Regions from separate parts of the Mus musculus genome. Here region 1 is linked to region 2. The links are chromatin contacts, called in public HiChIP or PLAC-seq maps. All regions are on one chromosome and are shown on one strand. The core of a region is the stretch at or near the end of the contact, and the rest is flanking DNA. Distances in the headings are between cores, read along the strand shown.

Region 1 (2,700 bases), core at 168-2,667, 2.1 Mb after region 2:
ACAAACAAACTTTCCATTCTCCTGTTAGTAGATATCTGGACTATTTCTACTCTTGTGTTTCAAACTGTCCAGCTGTGACCTTCACTGTGTACATCTGCAGGACCTAATAGGTACCTAGGGTGGGGAATGGAAAGTTTTACTATGATGTTTTCCTAAGTAATTACAAAACAGAACTCTTTAAACATGCTTTCTCTTCCTAAATCTCCCCATCACCCTCTCAGGCATGCACGTTAACCCTCGTTCCCAGCCTCTTAGAACACTATGGGTAGGCAGTCTTTGTTTATGTAACCAGCTTTCTAACAGGCTACATATGCACATCCCTGTGTCCATACATGCACATCCCTGGATGTCTGGAGGCCAAAGGTCAGCCTCCAATGTTCTTTCCTTGACCTGGGAGGCCCAGAAAGGGTAAGCTAGCTGGAGGGGTCTCCTGTTCTTCCCACCCCCAGAATGGGGATTACAAACACGTGACGTCGCTGGGCGGGGGTAGCACACGGCTTTAATCCCACCACTTGGGGAGGCAGAGGGATCTCTGTGAGTTCAATGCCAGCTTGGTCTAGAGAGCAAGTTTCAGGACAGCCAGGGCTACACCAAGAAACCCTGTTTCGAAAGACAGAAGCAGAACACGGCATCGAGTCTGACATATTGACTATCTCCCTAGCCCTCAGGTTGCATTTTTCTTTAATTTTTCATTTTATTTTATGTGTATGGATGTTTTGCTTCCACATGTCTGTGTACCACATATATGTGCAGTACCCATGGATGCCAGAAGAGGGCGACAGATCCTCCTAGGACTGTGCTGGGAGTGGACCCCAGGTCCTCTAGAAGAGTTGCCAGTATTTGTAACTGCTGAGCCATCCAGTTGGTTGGGTCCAGATTGCTTCCTTTTAGTCACATAAAATAGTGCAACGAATATTTGAGGGTAGGATGAAGAGAGTTGAGCCAAGATCTCTCCATGTACCCCTGGCCGGCCCGGTACTCACTATGTCTATCAGGCTGGCCTTGAACTTGCAACAGTCTTCCGCCCTCTTCTATCTCCTAAGTAGGGTGCAGGCCTCTAAGCTACCAGGCCCATCAAAAGCTACGTTTTCAAACGTTGCTCTCTCCATTTTCCGGAGATAAGGAGATGAAGTACCAAGCTGCCTAGGGGATGGTTACTGGGTCTCTACGAGGGGGAGTCCAGGTAATTAATAACCAGAGTTCGAACCCAGTGATCTCCGCGTTTCGGATTCCCCATCCGAGGTCCTGGTGTCCATTTGGAGAGAGAGAAATGGATGAGATTTGGGATGGGGCGCGGGGCACGAGGGTGCTGTGGGAGAGCGTCTCTCCTCTCTGGCACCTCCCTGGGGCGGGGCCATCCGCAGCCTGAGGCTCCGCCCTCTCGCTCGGCCCTAACGGGACTGCGAGCGCCGGCGCTAGGACCCGGCGGGCTGGAGCTGCGGCGGGGCCTGGGCGGCCAGAGCGGCGCGGACCCCGGTTCTCGGCTCCCGGCGCCATGTGACGGGGTGCGGGGGCCGCGGGGGGCCGGGCGCTCCCCGGCGGAGGTGAGCCGGTGCTGCGCGGGGGCGGGCAGCAGAGCGGGAGGGGGCTTGTGCTTGCGCCTCGGCAGTGGGGAGCCGCTGATAAGGGGGGAGCCCCAGGGCTCCCCGAGACCCACTCTGCTTGCTAACTGCACCCCGAGATCTAGCGGGATTCTTTGGGCCTCTCGTGTTGGAGATGGGGCGACCCTGCCGCGGCCCCGCACCCCTCCCCTGCAGAGCCGGGGTCAGGATAGGATGCTTGACCCTAGGGTGCAGCGGCAGAAGATGGGGAGCGGGGCTGAGCCTCTCACGAGGCACTCGGGGGTACCCTGCTCCCGTCACCTGGAGAAGCCCCAGAGCGAGCTCAGGGTGCGGCCCTCACCCTCAGCCCAGAGCTCAGCCTCCGCAGGTCCAGCCTTGGAGCTGAGTCTAGGCTTCTGGGCTGCCACCTCCCCAGCGGAGTCAGCAGCTCCCCACCAGGCCTGGCCACTCCGAGCCGAACTAGATGTCTGGCGCACGCACAGGCTACAAGGGGACCCTCCCGGGAGACCCTTTCAGGCTCCGCCCTGTAAACAAACACTACAAGATTCCCCCCTCCCCCGCTTGCTCCTGCTCCCTGCGAGGCGCGTTGCCTCTCTGATCCCTCAGTCTCCTCATCTGTGAAATGGGGAGCAAGAGCACCTACCAGGCGTTGCCTTGAAAAGTGTGTAGGCAGGCGATGCTTTGCGTAGCTCCGGAGCATGTTTCGTAATATAAGGGAAGTCCCCGGCTTGGGGTCAAGAGGGGGAGGATTGTTTCTGGGACAGGCTTGTGCAGGGGCGGGCATTGAACGGAGTAACCCGAAGGCTTAGGATTTCTGATATAGTACTTTCAAGCCTTCGGCTCTCCTTTTCACAAATGCATGCATCTTTCCAGTCGCCCCAGGAGTTACCAGTTCTTATTCCCATTTCACAGATGAGGAAACTGAGGCTCAGAGAGGTCACATGGCTTGCTCGAGGCCCCCCAGCCAGTAAGTGTGGACCCGACATTCGCACTGGCACCTGATACGCTGTTCTGACCATGGCGTTCTCAGAGCAGGACCGTGACGGGCCTGACCGGGGGAACCGTAGTCCTGGCTGAGGGCACTGCTCAGGCAAAGGTGGGAAAGTGGGGCGTGGGCCTGGGACCTGGAGTGCTCCAA
Region 2 (2,700 bases), core at 63-2,562:
GTCCGGCTGTCGGCTCACCAGCCCCGAGAAGCCCGAGCCAAAGATGGAGATCAAGTTTGAGATGTTGGACGCGTCCGGGGACGAGTCCGGGCAGAAGTCCTCGAAGCGGGCGCGCTTACAGGGGGCGAATGGGGTACCCCCGGGGGGCTCGGCTCCCAGGTCGCCCGCGTCCTCTTCGTCGTCCTCTTCCTCCTGGCCAGGGTAATACTTGCGCTTGCAACCAGCGGCGGACGCCAGACCGGGTCCCGGAGCGCCCTGGCCACAGCAGGGGCAGTGGGCGGAGGCGCAGCAGTCCTGGTGCAAGTAGCCGTTTTCTACCGTGGTCACCACGTGAGTGTCCAGGTCCAGCACGGTGGTCTGGCTGCTGCAGTGCACGCCGAAGTCCGAGGGGGCCGGGTACGCGCCCCGGTAGAAGCCAGTGGATGAGGAAGGGGCTGTAGAGGCGGGCGGAGAGGAGGCAGCGACGGTCGAAGGGGCAGCCCCCGGAAGCACCGAGGGCGCAGAGCAAGCGGCCGGGACGCGAGGGTCCCGCGGGCAGAGCGCGGCGGGCGCGGGCGGCGGCAGCGGCGCGGGACCCGGCTGCAGCGGCTCCAAGTGCTGCCCGCGGTGGGGCGCGCCGTGCGGCGGCTGGAGCGCAGCGCACCCGGGCAGCTCCGAGAGCGCCCCCGCGCAGCCCGCGGGCGCCCCGGCCACCGCCACCGGCGCCGCCGCCGTGCAGCCCCTGGGCGCCGGGTGTTGGTGTTGGTGCAGCTGCTGCTGGAGGTGCAGCTGGTGAAGCTGGTGGAGCTGGTGCAGCTGGTGCCGGGCAACCGGCTCGCGCGCCTCCGCGTCCCCGCCGCCGCCAAGTTGGAGCGGGCCGAAGTCGGCCGCGCTGGCCGGCATTCCGGGCGCCGCGTAAGCGAGGTGCTGGTGCTGGTGGTGGGGCGGCTGCTGTTGCTGCTGCTGCTGCTGGCGCCGGTAGAGCTCGGCGTAACGCTCGCTCAGGTAGAGCTGGCGCGCGTTGCGGAGCACGTAGGACACCAGGAGGTTCTTGTGCAGCTTGATGCCGCCGCGCTGGGTCCGGGAGCTGTGGATCTTGCGCAGGGAGATGCTGATCAGGCTCTGGGCGTCCAGGGCGCACTCCATGCTCCCGCGGAGACGCGGGCGGCGGAGCAGCCGCCTCTGGTGCTGCGAATGCTGCTCCTTGCGTGTGTCTCCAGTTGGTCGCCCGGGCGAGCCAGGCACAGGGAACCGAGCCCGGGTCGGCGGGTCGGCGACACTCCGAGAGAAGTCGCCACCATGCGTTGCGCGCCACCCGCAGGCTCACGCTCCCCAGACGGCGCCAAAGCAATGAGCCTCCGCCGGCCCCGGCCCCAACTATTTAGCTGGGCAGCAGCGCCCCGCCCCACTGTAGATTAGCCAATAGAAGCGTGTAGAGCCTTCCGACTGACAGCCACTGCCCTCCCCGGGACCACTTGACTGGCCAATCAGACCAAGGCGGTTCCTTTGTGCTATTCAAATAACGAACGGACCCCGGGCCTCCAACGCCGCCGTTGCCTCGAATGTTCTCCTGGGGCCGCGGCACCTCGTGGGACTAGGAGCCTCCGAGGTAGTCTCTCTCAGCTTTGGGTCGCCTCTTGGGAGCCACGTCGAAATTCGTAGCTTTCCTGGACGTGGCTCCTGCGAGCTGGGGGTCGGCTCACCTGAGCGCAGCGGAGATGGCTCCGCCCCCTTCCGCATGGTTGGGCCTCACCTGCGGCAGGTGCGCGCGGTTCCCCCGCTTCGAGCCACGCGGCGCCTCCTCTTTTCCACCTGCCACGGCCGGGGGCAACCTGGGCGAGCTGAGCCTTCTTCCAAGAAAAGCTGAGTGGGGGGCGCACCTGAGAACTAGAGTGCTGTCTTGGAAGAGAGGGTTTGGGGCCTGATTACCTGATGTGTTAGCCCAGGGGCCTCTGGGAATGGTCACGGAAGGGCCTCTCTTTCTGTTTGACTCAAATCCCAGTGATTTTTGATCTCTAGTAGAGAAGCTTTGTGATCGTGAGACTGCCTGGGTGGGGGGTGGGGGTGGGGGTTTGGGCTATGAACCCGCCCCAAGCTTCCTCCTCTTTTGGGAGACCTCTTCTTTCCTGACTTAATATCAATGACAATAGAAGCCCTAAGTGCCTAGCTTGGATCTCTTACCAGAAAAGTCTGAATTTCTCCCTTTAAGGTTCTTGGAGGCCAAGCTTGAGACCGCTTGAGTGGAGCAACCTGTTAAGTTTTGGTCCTTACCCTGAGCCCCAGGAGTACCCAGGCCAAGGACTTCTCCACTTTTAGATTCTTATTCTGAGTTATCTACTGACCAATTGAGGACAGAGAGCAGAAAAGAGAGAAGATGCCTGAGAGTCCCCTTGTACTGAGAAGCTTAAAGAGAGTAAGAGGGCAAGGGTGGGTGTGGGGGGCCCAAGATGCCAGCCGCAAGCCTCATCCACCGCGTTTAAGGTTCCTTTTAGTACTTAGGTCAGAAAATTGGCCCAGGCAGAGTCCAGGGCTGGGCCCTTGAGTGGGACTGGGGGATGGGGGGGGGGGAGTGGGGCTCTTCTGAAACCCTCTGTCTTTGGACCCTCTCAGCAACTCTGCCCCTTGGCCAATGTCTCAAGAAAACCACTCACCAATTGTTTCTGTAAGTGGTGGCAAGTGTCAAAAGCGGGGGACAGTTTGCTCAGGTTTTCAGATGAGGAG

What was found. HiChIP or PLAC-seq counts read pairs in DNA pulled down with a chosen protein or histone mark.
Region 1: an H3K27ac HiChIP or PLAC-seq map of embryonic stem cells shows a contact between it and region 2, with 8 times the contacts expected there. The contact joins the promoter of St6galnac6 here to the promoter of Ier5l in region 2. A contact is called at or near these places in 1 of 39 promoter capture datasets (liver) and 1 of 115 datasets of contacts at active chromatin or transcription factors (embryonic stem cells).

Annotation. Positions count from the first base shown.
Region 1 is chr2:32,605,568-32,608,267 of GRCm38.p6, forward strand. St6galnac6 (ST6 (alpha-N-acetyl-neuraminyl-2,3-beta-galactosyl-1,3)-N-acetylgalactosaminide alpha-2,6-sialyltransferase 6) reads left to right here and starts at 1,418. Exons shown (of 7, transcript NM_016973.3): 1 at 1,418-1,544; 2 at 2,475-2,529. The coding sequence starts at 2,504. It overlaps Gm52551 (a long non-coding RNA gene), which reads right to left and starts at 2,334. Exons shown (of 2, transcript XR_003954025.1): 1 at 2,206-2,334.
Region 2 is chr2:30,472,887-30,475,586 of GRCm38.p6, forward strand. It overlaps Ier5l (immediate early response 5-like), which reads right to left and starts at 1,313. Exons shown (of 1, transcript NM_030244.3): 1 at 1-1,313. The coding sequence starts at 1,125. It overlaps Gm31291 (a long non-coding RNA gene), which reads left to right and starts at 1,422. Exons shown (of 7, transcript XR_003954013.1): 1 at 1,422-1,588; 2 at 2,189-2,392.